2 separate regions of the Mus musculus genome follow, and region 1 is linked to region 2. A link is a contact called in public Hi-C data. All regions are on one chromosome and are shown on one strand. The core of a region is the stretch at or near the end of the contact, and the rest is flanking DNA. Distances in the headings are between cores, read along the strand shown. Region 1 holds the start of Cyrib (CYFIP related Rac1 interactor B). Region 2 overlaps Cyrib (CYFIP related Rac1 interactor B).

Region 1 (7,158 bases), core at 2,928-5,427, 38 kb before region 2:
TCTTAGCACTTCCAGCTATGGGTTGGTCTGTCAACGGAGTCACTGACCACACTTGAGTGGCCTCTCCATAGCTTCGGTTTCTGGAGCCAAATCTGCCATGCCATGTGTGACACAGACATCTGTCCATCACCTCTGTCGCTATAGCCCAGGTCACCAAGGTGCTCTTCAGTTTGTTCTCCTTATGGGTCCACACTTTGAAATACTTCATCTACCTTACAGTGACGATAGCCACACTCCCATTATTAAGCATCTTCCAAGTGAAATTTTACCTCCATCACCCTACTGCCTCCCACAATACCTTGCTGTAGGCCTCACCGTCAGCCCATTTCACAGGAAGAAAACAGAGGTAGAACATGACTAAATACTTTCCCTCAGAGCCTTCCTAATAAAAATGCAAGTAAAAAAGAAAATGAAAAATGGGCGTGGCAATACACACCTGTAAAAAGGATAGAGGCATCAGGAGCTCGATGTTAGCCTTGGCTATCTGATGAATTCAAGGACAGCCTGGGCTACAAAAGCTCATGTTTCAAAAAAAAAAAAAAAAAAAAAAAAAAAAAAGATAGACAAGATTTGACTTAAAAAAAAAACAAAAAAAAAAAAAAACTGCAACCCTATAGGTGGAACAACATTATGAACTAACCAGTACCCCGGAGCTCTTGACTCTAGCTACATATATATCAAAAGATGGCCTAGTCGGCCATCACTGGAAAGAGAGGCCCATTGGACTTGCAAACTTTATATGCCCCAGTACAGGGGAACACCAGGGCCAAAAAGGGGGAGTGGGTGGGCAGGGGAGTGGGGGTGGGTGGATATGGGGGACTTTTGGTATAGCATTGGAAATGTAAATGAGTTAAATACCTAATAAAAAATGAAAAAAAAAAAACTCTCTTAAGTATCTGAATGGTATTTCATTCTTTATTTTCCTAAAAACACAAACTCAGTCAGGTAACACTGATACATGTTCTGAGTTAATAAGTCTTGTTTTAGTTTTAGTTGCTGTAGAACTATTTGTAAAAGGCAGTGACCCCTCCCGAGGACTTCCCACCACACTTGCTTGCCGAGAGTCCCCCACTCTGATCCATTTCTGGTTGCAGATACAATGGGATACTCTAATATAACGTAGTTCATGTAACATCTACAGAGCCCAGATTCGAAAGCTGTTCCGAGACATTCCATGCGCTCTTCATGGCTATCCATCCCTGGGATTTGATTAAAGCATGAATTTATTATCTCAAAGGAAACCCTTTACACATCACACACTCACTTTCCAACGCTTCCTGCTCCCTAGTCCAGCAGTCCCCAGCAGCCCCCACAGGACACATGTTGTTTGGTTATCTGGTTGGTTTTGTTTTGTTTTGTTTTGTTTTGTTTTGTTTTGTTTTGTTTTGTTTTTCTTGAGACAGGGTCTCACTGTGTGGCTCTGGCTGGCCTGGAACTCACTATGTAGACCAGACTGTCAAACTCACAGAGATCCTCCTGCCTCTGCCTCCTGGGCACTGGCTTTAAAGGCATGTGCCACTGCACCCCACAGATTTTGTGTTTTTGAGACAAGGCCTTGCTCCATGGCCCCGCTGGCCTCGAACCTCTGATTCCTGGGCTTTGGAAGGCTCAAACTCCTTGTGCTGTCCATGAGAACCACTGTTCCAGCTTTAGCTTCATGCTACATACAGCAGGACACGCTACATCACGGAGAAGGATGTCCATCCGGCCTGATGTGCTGATGAGCCATCTGCAGGCATCTTCCGTGTGCACTACTGTGTCCCCGCACAGCATCTGGCCGGGCTCCATCTAGTTTAGCAGCTTCTGCATCATCTCTGGGATCTGTAGGGCCAGAGGGGAGGGGAGCCAGACAAACAGGCAAGAGGCCTTCCCTGAGTTTGCTTTGGTCATGTTGGGATGCAGCATGTGTTTAATTGTAAACTACTAACCCAGCAGGACAACAGTAAGTGCCTGAGTCACCTGACTTTCACCTTCTGTCGATTTTTAGGCAGGGCAGCATCCGCTCCTGCAAACACACACACAAAGGAAATACAAGTTTTTGCTCGAAAGATGCCATGAGATCCAGATTTTAATATTAAGATAAAAAGATGGCACCACAGTTGGCAAATCATGTAAAATTCATCATCTCATGTAGTCAGTCCTTCCTATACCGGAAGGAAGGTGACATTATCATATCCATTTACAGATGGACGAGTGACAGTGGGGGGGGCCGGGGAGGGGGTACATGACGTGCCTGTGCCTGTGTCGTTGGGAATGGCAGGTAGTGTTCCTTACAGGATGTTGGAGTTCACTATTTATTGTCAGGGTTGATCTCTCAGGCCACCACAGACTTGCCACAAAGACTCTGAAAACACTCTTTCCAGCTCTCCATTTGCTTGCATCTGACAAGCATACCAGAGTCTGATTGAACAAGCAAGACTCAGCCTCTGAATCTGGGAACAGACTTTCCTATCTGAGACACATGGGAATGACTGGTTGGAATTCAAGCTAGCAAGTGGTGAACTCAGTGGAACACAGGCTAAGTGTAGACCCCTGACCATGCCCTCCTCTTCCCCTGCTCTTCCCTGCCTCCTGCCCACACTCAGGCTGCACTCCAATTGCCCTAAGCTGTTTGAAGTCCCCCCAGCTTCTTAGGTCCTTGAGTCTTTTAACACTTATTCCAATAGGAGCAGCAGCAATGGTCATAGCCTTTCTAGGTTCTGTATATAGACTCATTACAGTCTGTTCCATTTCACATGGCTCAGACTGGGCACGTCCTTGGGCTTCAAGTGACACAACCTGGGTGCTTGCCTGGCTCCTCTGGTATGTGATAGGCATGACCTCAGGCTGATGCCATCTGTCCCTGCTTCAGCCTCTTCATGTGTAACTCTGGGCAGGCTGCTTCATGGACTGTGGTGAGAGCTAAGTGAGGTGGGCACAGCCTCTGGCACCTGGTTCACTCTGAACTTCCAGACTGAGGCCCTCCCATTTTGCATGCTCTCTGCTGTGCCCAGGTTTAAAACCTCTTCTGCTGTCCCCTCAACTTTATAGCTGACCGTTGATTCAATATTCAGACCACTTCTTACACTGTTAAGATGGCATCTGCTCCCCAGAGCCAAGAGTTCTGATGCCCTGGCAGGCTCTGATGTTGGACCAGGGTCATGAAGTGCAATGGTCAGGGAGGACTTGAACTCAGGCCCTTAGCCTCCCAGGCAATTCTTCCCTTGGCCTAAAAACCTCCAGAGACTTCTAGAAAGCACTTCTGCTTTCCCTTTGGGTTTGCTATGCCAAGTGGGCCACACACCCTTTCTCGCTTGTCCCAGTGCAAGCAAGCTTTCATCATCAGAGTGGCTCTACCCAGCACTACAAAGTTTTTTTGCAATCAAAAAAATTCCCTGAGAACCGTCCTGGAGGCCTCAGCAACCCCAAGTTCCCCGAATTGGCCCAGGTTAAGGAAAATCTGGACACACCCCTTTGTTAAAGATGAAATAGTCCAAGGTAAATCAGTCCCCAATATTGTACCCCCAAGCCCCTAGCACAGGTGGAGGGGTGATAAGAATGAGAAGGAGGGGCAAAAGTTGTGGATGTAACCCTTTTGATACCACGTTAGAGGTCAGGGAAAAGATATTTCACGGAACATTAAATATTCCTGAAAAATCTGGTTGAAAATCAAGATAACGATGACATGGACTTGAGGGCAGAGGAGTAAAGGAGAGGGGGAAAATGCCCCTTAATGATGTCCTAGGCAAAGGGAAGGACAGGGGTCCCCACACCAAAAATCCCAACAAGGAGATGGTATTTGGGGAGTTTCCCCTTCGCTAAATCACAAGTCCTGGGACGACCGTGTGACCGTGTGGGTAGCCCAGACCCCCTCCTCGCATCGCCTCTGCTTTATTGGTGCCCGGGCTTGCACCACTGGACCCCATGGGTGTTTTTCTGCCCGGCTCCCGCGGTCCAGGGGCAGCCAGGCAGGTGGCGCCCGAGCCGAGCGCATCTCGACCCCTCGTCCCAGGTGAGGGAGGGGCCGCGGGGACCCGGCGCCCTGGGGGTCGGGCCTAGGCGCCCGGGACTCGCCCAAGGTCACTGTGCGGGCTGGGGCGGGGGCGGTGCGGGGCGGTCCCGGGCGCGGTGACGCGGGGCCCGTGCTGCGGCGGGGCCCGGGCGCGGGGGGCGGCGCGTCGCGTCCTCCTTTTGTGCGGCGCCGGGCTGGGCTGCGAAGGTAAACAGCGCTTCCTCTTCCTCCTCGCCGCCTCTTCCTTTTATAGCGATTTCTGGCCGCGCCGGGGCCGGGCCGCTGCTGCTGCCGTTTGCTGCTGCTGCTGTCGCTTGCTGCCGCGGCGGGGCCGCTCGCGAACCTGCGGCGGGGACGCGCGAGCCGCCGACCCGGAAGCGGCGTGTGTGCACCGCAGGCTCCCGCCGCCAGCTCGCCCGCCCGCCCGTCGGGCCGCCAGGTACGTGCAGGGCCGGCCGGGAGCCTGCTGCGGCGTCGCCGCCCTGGTTCACCGGGCTGCAGGGAGGGAGCGAGCGAGCGCCTGGGGCGCTGTGCACTGGGAGGCTGGGGCGCGGGGTCCGAGTGGTTGTCCCCGGGCACACCCCTCTTGCAGGCCAGGTGAGCGCTGCAGGGCCTGACCCGGGCTCCGCGCTGCCCTCCGCTAACTTCATTTTGGGGGTGGGGGTGGGGGTTCCAGGCCAGGAGGCTGAATTGAGGAACCAAAAGGGCGAATAGACTCGCACCAGCCTGACTTCCTTCTGCTCCGACCCCCGCCGGCGTTTAAACAGCACTTCCTCTTTGCCCGTTATGTTTTCATCATCATCGGCATCATCATCATCATTATCAGTTTTTTTTTTTTTTTTTTTTTTGAAAAATGGAAGTTTAGTGTTCAGAGGTGGAGGCATTTGGAGCCCACAGGGCTTTCTGGGGGTCGTGCACACACAGTAGGTCTGGAAGGAATCCGTGTGTCCTCTGAATGTGGGTCTTGTGTCTGGGGTGGGAGGAAAGAGGAACCCGGACTTCCTTTGCAAGCAGAGCCCTAGGGGGTTGTCTCAGATCCCCACCCTGCCGCTAGAAATGGAGGGGTGGGGGAGGGCTTGAGTGTGAAGGTGGCGCAGCAGGGAGAGTCACGTGGCTGTGCACCTCTGTCTAATTCTTGGTCCTACCACTCACAAGCTTTGTGACCTTGGCCAAGTTGTCTGCATTCTCTGGGTCTTTCGGCTCCTTGTGTCTGTAAAATGGGCCGCTCTCAGTTCTGGCCTGCAGTAAATGGGACTAGGTTTCCTGGCCTTGAGGTTCAGGGTGGGAATGTCACCTCCCCTTTAATGCCTTCATCCCTTAAGACACGTGCCGGGCGGGAGCACAGGGAGGCTTCCTATAGATAGTTGTGAAATGAATTGGTGGCTGGTAAATTTTGAGAAGTGAGCCCGTAGGCTTCCTCATTTTTGCCTTCTTTGCCCTTAACTTCCACCCCATCATCACCAGAGCCATGTTTTGTTACTTCAGCCTCCAGAAATCCGCGGATCCCTGGAGGAAATAGGGACTCCCTCTGAGGAAGCTTCCACTCTGATTTTGATTGAGACTCTCCCTATTCTTGGAGGGTTGTATTCAGTGTGGAGAAAAAGGAAGCTTTTTTTTTTTTTTTTTTTTTTTTGCGATGACAGTGGAGGTGGCTGGCAGGGTTGCCAGCTGGAATGATTTCCCAGGCCCTGGGCTCCATGTAACTGGGAAGGAGGCTGGGGGAGGTGGCTTTTTCTCCTGTGGTGGAGCCTGCAGAACAGGTCACCTGGCTAGGCTTTCTTCCTGGAGGCACTTTGTAATAAGTATGCTGTAGATTATGAGTGTGTGTGTGTGTGTGTGTCACAGAGAGAGAGAGAGAGAGAGAGAGAGAGAGAGAGAGAGAGAGAGAGAGAGAGGAGGGAGGTATTTGTGCACTTTGGGAAATTTTAAGGAAATGTTGCTTTGTCTAACAGCCATTTCCCCCCTCTTTCTTTTCACATCCAAAGCCTTGTGTGCATGTCTCTGAAGTCTGAGAGCGACTGCTTCTTGCTTTGTTAATTTCTTGACGTGTTGAGACAGGACCTTATGATGTATCACAGGCTGGCCCAGAACTTGTGAATGTTCCAGCCTCTGCTACCCAAGTTCTGAGACCACAGGTGTGTGGCACTGTGTCCCTGGTCACTTCCATTCATTTACTACCGAGGCAAGCAAGCTCCTCCATTCAGAGACACTGCTACACAGCTCTTGTTAATGCACATGGTGGCCACAGTCACCTGTGTGGCAAGAGAGAATCTTTCCATTTCACCCAGACTTGGTGTGAGGCCAGGGCTTCCTGTTACTCAGCCTGGGAGAGGCAGGTGCAGGACCTTAGGGCTGCAAATCTAGCCTGGGGTTCTGGTGGTCCTCTGCATCCTGAATGGCTTTGTGTCACCTTGACAACTGTGTCTGGCTTATCCTGGGAAAGATGGACCTGTGTTCTGAATGAGTGAGAAAGTGATGGCTCCCCCTCTGTGCTTTGTGAATACATTCTGTCTACATCCCAAGGTCAGCATCTGGCATCAAAGTGACCTTGATGTTGTTCTCTGGTGGTTCTTCCTGAAGTAAAGTCATGGCTCCTAGTCCCTGGCGGGCCTTACATCTCGAGACGGGTGCACAGAAAGGGCTCTTAAGAGACACTGATGCCAGGAGATTGTGGCTGCATGTCCAGCATCTCTGCCATCTCTTTGATTGGAGAAACCACCTTTCTTGTGGCTTTGGTGGTGTGGGCACTTGGCTATCTTTAACAAATCTGTCTGAGGCTGTGCTGTGTAGATTTAAACTGGTTGCGTGAACTGGGTGTGGTGGTGCCTACCTGTAATGTAACACTATGGATGTTGAGGCAGGAAGATCACTGGTTCGAGACCAGCCTGTGCTATGTGATGAGCTGCTGTCTGACACAGACAAACACCCATAACATCAGTTCATCTGAGTGGTCAGCAGGTGGTCTTACATCACTATCACCTTGAAGCCCCCTTTTCCTGCCTGCAAACTGGTGAGCTAGTTCTAGCCCTTGCCCATCGCACAGGGTACTCATAAGAGAGTAGGATCCAAATGTAAACCCATTTTTCTGTTGCTCACTCATGTGCATCCAAGGTTCTGTGCAGTGTTCTCATCTGTAAAATGGGCAGATGAGTCGTGCACTTGAATCT
Region 2 (7,048 bases), core at 397-2,896:
CTGGCAGTGAGTGTGTGTAGACGCCCCTCTGCCTCCATTTCAAGCGGAGTGCAGGTCACGTGTCAAGGGGGCTGCTGTTGAACCCTGGTTTTCTGAAAACTCTTTGATGCCTAAGCTTCCGCTCTGAGAGATTGGTTTCCAAGAGTGAGACCTCTGAGGGCACTGTGCATGCTTGCTTTCTTCTCTGTGCAGAACAGAAACCCCAAACAGGAAATGATTCAGGGACAGAATGGCTGAGATCAGTTCAGAGTCAAGTTGAGCTGAACATATTTTTCTGGGACCAGGGTTTCTGTAGCCATCCAGGACTCAGAATCTCAGAGCACAGCATGACCCCACCCCACCCTCTACGACTGAGACTAGGGTGTCCATCCTGATGGTCCTTAGTTACAGATGTTTGGGGCTTTGCCTTCATCTGTGCAACTGTCAGCAAATTATTCTCAGAGCTCCTTCTCCCGCATCTCCATCTCTCCTCTCCCCCCTCTCCCCCCCATCTCCTCCCACCCCCCATCCTTGTGATGGCTAGTGTTATTTTCAGCACTAAGTGAGAGACGGATTTGAGAAACATTGCTGCTGTGCGTCTAACCTGTGACCCATGGGCTGCATGCTGCAAGGGTCGTTTTGAATGTAGCCCAACACAACATTGTAAACTTAACTTAAAATGTGACATTTTAAAAACTCTTACTTCATTTACTTTTTTTTTTCTGAGGCAGGGTCTCACTCTAGTTCTTGATGGTCTGGAACTCACTGTGTACACCTGGCTGTCCTTGAACTCACAGAGATCCACTTGCCTCTGCCTTTTGGGCACTGAGATTAAAGGAATGTGCCTGCATGAGTTTCTGTGTATCACACCTGTGCAGGTACCTGTTGAGACCAAAGGAGGGTGTCAGATTCCTTAGAGCTGGAGTGACGGTTGTAAACTGTTTAGTGCGAGGGATGGGAATTGAATCCTCGTCCTCTGCAGGACCAGTAAGCATCCTTACCATTGAATGATCTCTCCAGTCCAAACGTGAGAAATCTGTGTGATGTTTGTTTTTGTAACTTGATTGCATACGTTTGTTTGTTTGTTTGTTTTCTCCTTGTTTAGTTTTTTTTTTTTTTTTTTTTTTTTTGAGACAGGGCACAAAGCCAACCAACCAAAAACAAAACCCCAAAATTGTGGCTATCCTGAAACTCACTATGGAGACCAGGTTGGCTCTGAACTCAGTCTCCCAAGTAGTGGGATCAAAGGTGTGTGATCAAAGAACTATGCCTGGCACTTCCATAGTTCTTGAGCATGGTCTTTGTAGGTGACAGTCCCATGGTACCACGTGTAAAGATGGGACGCTTTGGCCTGGTCTGTGTAACTGGCACTTACAAGTCGTCCTCTCAGACCATGTTACTAGTATCGGAAGGGAAGACGTAATGGTGACGGCCAGGACTTCCTGGTGGCTTTCGGCGTGCTGCTGTAGCTCGCTTAATCCTTGCTGTCACTCTTCTTACAGGAGAAGACGCCGAGGCCCGGGATCTGAGATCCTTTCAAGGCTACTGCATTGGTAAGTAACAGAGCTGGCATGGGACCCTAGCCACCTGGCTCTAACCCTGCACTGCTCACTCTCACTCTGAAGAAACAACGGAGTGGGTGGGGCAGCGAGCCAGATGTGACTTTCACTTCAGTAGAAGCGTCCCCACCCCATGGAAGTGACAGCACATAACGCATCATCTCCTTGGCCCATGAACGCTGAGCATCTGTAGGCTGTTGAGTCAGACTAGGACTTTAAATAACTAATTTGGAAGTGAGGTGATACTTCTACCTTCCTGCCCCAGGTAACAGTAGCAGCAAAGAGTTCTGAGCCATAGACTCATAGTGTGTAGACATTACCCAAGTCACAGTAGCCCTACCAAGCTCAAATTCACGGGAAGGAAGGACCTTGCCCCCAGTCGTTCTGTGATGAAAGGCAGAGTCAATATTCACACCTGGCTTGCAAGCCGGTTAACCAGCGTAATTTTTGCCCTCTGAGGGCGCCTGTCGTGGGGGAAAACCATTCTCCTTGAGCTCAGGTGCCCCCTGGCTGGCAGGGCACGGGCATTTTCTGTCTTCTTTTCCTGTGCCTCTTGGTTGCCTCACCACATTCCACGTGGCTGGCCAGCTTTGTGGTGATGCGTCAGCATGGTAAGGGGCCCTCAGCACAGTGGCCCATGGCAACCTCTGCTCTGGCGTGCTCTAATGGTTTTAATGTTTTGTTTTGTTTTTTTAATGGAGTTATGTGTGCAGTTAAACACAAATCTTATTCTTTACAGCTGGATAAATGTTTACTATCCTACCCAAGTTAACTGCCCCGAATCAGGAGGCTCAGTATTCCCACCATGCTAGGATGCTCCCTAGAACTGCCTGATGAGTCAGCACTTTATCATGTCTGTGTTTTCAGCTTATACAGATGCAGGCATAGTTGTTCAACAAAGCAAACTGAAGGCAAAACCACCTTAAATAGCATAGGTGGTCATATCATTTCACCCGGCAGGCCTCTGTCTCGGAGTGAGTATGATAGGAGGCCTGGATCTGCTATTCCTTCTGTTAGTCTTTGTTCTCAGTGCCTTTTAAAATTTGAGCATCTCATGCCATCAAGTGTCTCCTGTATTTATAGACTGTAATTATCACACAGCATGCCCCCTACATCCAAACCATCTCTTCCATATGGTGCTTAGCTTAAGACAGTCAGTCCAGTGCTAAAAGAAAGACGATGTTGTATGTCATAAAAGACAGTCGGCCAGTCTTCAGTGTGAGGCCATATGGGATTTTCAAACCATTTTGGAGTTTTCAGTTTTTATATTACATTCTGATGTTAGAGGCTAAACCTGGAGTGAGATGCATTTTATAGAAATCTTACATTTATTATTGAGTGGGGAGGGGACAGTGTCACGGGGACAAAGTTTGGAGCCTGTTCTCTCCGTTGTCCTTTATGTGGGTTCTAGGGACTGAGCTCGGGTCACAGGGCTCGTGTGGAAAGTGCCATTATTTACTAAGCTCGGTGGACAGCCTGTAAGCTGGAATTTTAATACCGCTAGGACTGAAGCGTGAATGAGTGACTGCATTGGGTTCAGTGACCTGGAAGTTTTTGCTGAGATGATACACCGAGCTGATTTGCACAAATACTTCCCAGTACAAATGTGTGGAGTTGATGGAAATAAGAACATTGGGTCTTGGGGAGTCTATAACAAAACATTCTAGAATCAACCAGAAATTTAGAGAGACATATGAGCCAGTGGTTATGTGTGAACAAAAGCTCTGACACATACGGGACTTTTGCAGGCAAAGGGTCCAGTGAGTGGTGTGTTAATTGTACAGAGTCTAGAAGTGAGGCCTGAGATAAGGTAGCATTGAGTATCCAAGAGCCTTAAAGGAAATGTTTATTTCTTTATGACAGTGGGGCTAGAAAACTTCACTGTCTGGAAGTTTAACTATGAGTTGAACGAGTGTTACCCACAAGAAATAAAAACTTGGTACTGTAACACACACACACACACACACACACACACACACACACACACACACACATCGAATCTCTATCTTGATTACTTATAACATGCTGTCTTTCAACCTGAACAGTTAACATGAGACTTAGTTTAACCAGTACCACAAACACAAACGCAGTCCTAGAGGATATTTCATCAGTGCATTCCCGACAGGATTCGCATAAGAAGGAAAAAGACTACTTGTGCAGAAGTCACAGATAGACACTATAGACTGACTACTCAGGACAAGCCATTCCAAGATGCTGGTAAATTTAACCGTTCAGTAAAACCAAAAAATAGTATGTTTAAAATGATTGAGGACTAGTGATGTCAAAAAGTAAAGCAAGGGGGAAGAAGATCTATAAACCAGCCAAAAATGAAATGAAATGAGAGTCATTTTATTTAAAACCTAAGAGAAGGGCTTAAGGAATGACTAGCCGTGGAGAACAAGTGAACTATCATACAATATTAACCCTCATTAAGTGTGTGCCAGACACTGTTCTGAGTTCTTGGCTCAACCCACTTAATCGGCAGAACAAATTGTGAGGGGGCATCATTATGGCCATCTGTATTTTTATTTGTTTATTTTACATCCCTAATTAAAATATAATGACGTCATTTCCTCCCTTCAGCCCTTCCAACATCCTCCCTAGTCTCAACTTGATGGGCTCGTTTTGTTTATTATTGTTACAAACATATAGACAAATATATAGATACAACCCGCTGAGTCCATTTTTATTTTTCCTGTGTATATGGTTTCAGGGCTGACCGCTTGCTTGTATTAGATAACCAGTCAGGGGCTCAAACCTGGGAGGGGCTAATTCTCCCTCCCAGCAGGCATCAGTGCCCTGTCTCTGTCAGTGTTCTCTGTCTAGGGGTTGGGTCGCTGTGAGATTTCCCCCTTCCATGTTAACATGTCTGGTGATATTGTTGTTCGGGTCTAACTCAGCAACCCTTTCTAAGAGTCACATAGTAGACTTAACGGTACTCTGACTTTCAAGGGTTACACCTCCTCATGCCCTCTTCTGCGGTGTCGCCTGAGCCAGTGCTGTAGGTGTGTCCATTGGAGCTGGGCTCCCCACGACCCATTGACCTTTGCATTGTGAACAGTTGTCATGTCTATTTTATAGATGGAAAAAAAACCCCTAATGTAGTTCAATCTTGTTATTCATGGTTGTACACTTGTACTGGTAAGGACAGAGCTGGGATTTGACCCCAGCAAGAACTAAGAATAATCACCAAGTGGTAAAGGGATGGAAGTATGAAAGAATAGTAAAGAGACACTGCATAGTGGGGCTAAAGAAGAAACCATGCTGGGGGAATGTGAGGGTTAAATGTCTTCTGGGATTTCCTGTAAGCTTTGAGATGTAAGAATTTTCGAGCAGATGAGCATCGTGGGTACAGCATGCAGGGGAGGGCGGCAGAGCCTCACTTTGCACTGTAGTATATATTGATGTGCCAATAAATGTTTACAGCAGTCTCCATAGGGAAAGGCAAAAAAATAAAAAAACTATTTGTAGCATCCGGTGATTTCTTTTTACTTTTAAATTTTACTTTTTATGTGTATGGGTGTTTTGCCTGCATGTCTGTCTGTACACCATGTAGCACCCATGGGGGCCAGAAGAGGGCGTCAAGTCCTCTGGAACTGGGGTTACCGATGGCTGTTAGCCAATCATGTGGGTGCTGGCAAATTGAACCTGGGTCCTCTGAAAGAACAGCCAGTGTTCTTTACCAGTGAGCCATTCACTAGGCCCGTGTTTGCTGCCTTCTGTGGCGTAAATATCCCCGCAATGACCAGTTTCAGGCAAGTAATGCAATGTCTCTGAATTTGGAGTTGAGAAGCTGTGAACATCGTCACGTCTCTTGAAACAACATGATCTGGCTTTGGCATGTCAGTGGCTCACGTGTTCACGCTATTTTAAGCTCTGATTCTGGGTTGTGCACCTAGGAGTGGAATTTCCAGGAAGTAGTAATGTCACGGGTGATTCACAGGGGCAAGAAGAGACAATGGGACGGGAGCAGCGAGTGCGCTCTGCCCTTCTTTCTTCCCCTGTACTTAAAACCATAACAGGAAAGCAGCCTTTTGTGAATGCGGGCAGAAGCATGGCATAGTCCTCACAGTTTGACACCGTATGCATGTAGCTAAACGCTAGCGTTAAGTCCCCGTCCTCCCAGGGCTGATGACTTCCCCAGCCATGGGTTTTCGGTGGGAGTTACAGTATCAGATATGAGTTCCACCTTGTGCGTGCGGTGGGTCTCAAGTCTAGTCATAGAACAGTTGGGTGCCCCATGACGATGGCGTCACCATTGCAGGTATAGAGACATCTTGCCTGGAAGGTTAGTGTTGCAATTTGTAGGGTTCACAGCAGAGCAAGGCCACTGGCGCCCTTTCTTGACGAGTACTCTGTTATAGAACTGTCCATCATCACAAAAGCTAGAGAGGAGGAAGGGAGCTCGCTCTCAGTTCCAGCTTGGTGTGTGTGTGTGTGTGTGTGTGTGTGTGTGTGTGTGTGTGTGTGTTCAGGAATAAGGCCTTACAATCTAGTTTCAGTAGGCCACCAAAAGGAGATGCTAGAGCCTGTATTCTTTGGGGCTTGGCTAACCAACAGCTCATAAGGTAGTCATGATTTAGTTTTGAGTTGCAAGAAAAGCACTATTCAGAAAAGTAGTCACTCATCTATATGGAAAGACAGGAGCATGGGTATTTTTCCGTATCTGTCGTCATACACAATATGGATACTTAACTTGGCTCTGCTTAGAGTATAGCTGGAAATCTGCTGTGGGCAGGTGATACCCGATTCCATGTCCTTTTATAGGCATTTGAAGTTTTAAAATTATTATTATTTATAGACAGTCTTGTTTTGTACCCTGGGCTAATTTATAACTTGTCGTGTATCCCAGAGCAGTCCAGAGCCAGTGATCCTCCTGTGTCAGGCAAGTCATGATAATGCCTTGTTTGGTCACATATTGCTGTTTGATGAAGAATCAATTGTACCTAAAACACTACTTGGGACTAGGCATGGAGGTACATGCTGATAATCCAAACACTTGGAGGGGTCTGCAGATTGGAAGTGAAAGACCACCCTGGACTCCACAGAGGACGAGACAAAACCGCTTAGGGAGCCTTGCACACGAGAGCCCTTCCCAAATTTAGAGGGAGTTAGCAAGTCTCCAGTGGGAATCCAGCACTAAATGCTAGGCACTTCTCTGTGCCATCTGGTCTAGCCAGTACATATGCCACTGCAGGTCTCCTCAGTGCTTGACTCTGCCTGGAGTCTCAAGGAATCTGTAAATAAGTGATAAATATCTGTGAATCCCATTTTCAAGACGTGTGGGGTGTGTGTGTGTGTGTGTGTGTGTGTGTGTATGTGTGTGTGTGTGTGTGTGTGTGTGAGAGAGAGAGAGAGAGAGAGAGAGAGAGAGAGAGACTTGTGTGTCAAGTCCTGGCATGCAGTAGATGGAGTTTGGTGGCATTATTTAGAGGGGTTTTATAAACAGGCACTGCTTAGCCATCCAAAGGGTTTCGAATGTATCTCAAGCTTCCCTACCACTAATCCCT

The links. A called contact is a pair of places that touch in the nucleus more often than the background predicts.
Region 1: a contact with region 2 is called in a Hi-C map of Th1 cells, with 2.0 times the contacts expected there. The contact joins the promoter of Cyrib here to the enhancer-like site in region 2. A contact is called at or near these places in 5 of 39 promoter capture datasets (the C10 cell line, embryonic stem cells, macrophages and 2 more), 1 of 15 datasets of contacts at CTCF or cohesin (CD8 T cells), 37 of 484 Hi-C or Micro-C datasets (the AML12 cell line, B cells, the C10 cell line and 21 more), 13 of 115 datasets of contacts at active chromatin or transcription factors (the 230-238 cell line, CD8 T cells, the HPC-7 cell line and 7 more) and 3 of 9 other capture datasets (adipose tissue, liver and pancreatic islet).

Annotation. Positions count from the first base shown.
Region 1 is chr15:64,057,467-64,064,624 of GRCm38.p6, reverse strand. It overlaps Cyrib (CYFIP related Rac1 interactor B), which reads left to right and starts at 4,177. Exons shown (of 13, transcript NM_001360036.1): 1 at 4,177-4,430.
Region 2 is chr15:64,017,054-64,024,101 of GRCm38.p6, reverse strand. It overlaps Cyrib (CYFIP related Rac1 interactor B), which reads left to right. Exons shown (of 13, transcript NM_001360036.1): 2 at 1,482-1,532. Among named protein-coding and RNA genes, the nearest start is that of Gm25628, 5.4 kb to the left of the region's middle. Within about 2 kb of position 1,646, at least 98 of the 459 cell types and tissues checked have an H3K27ac peak or open chromatin away from gene starts, as enhancers often do. A contact at or near this core is called in B cells, CD8 T cells, the SCID.adh cell line and 8 more, where this site is marked.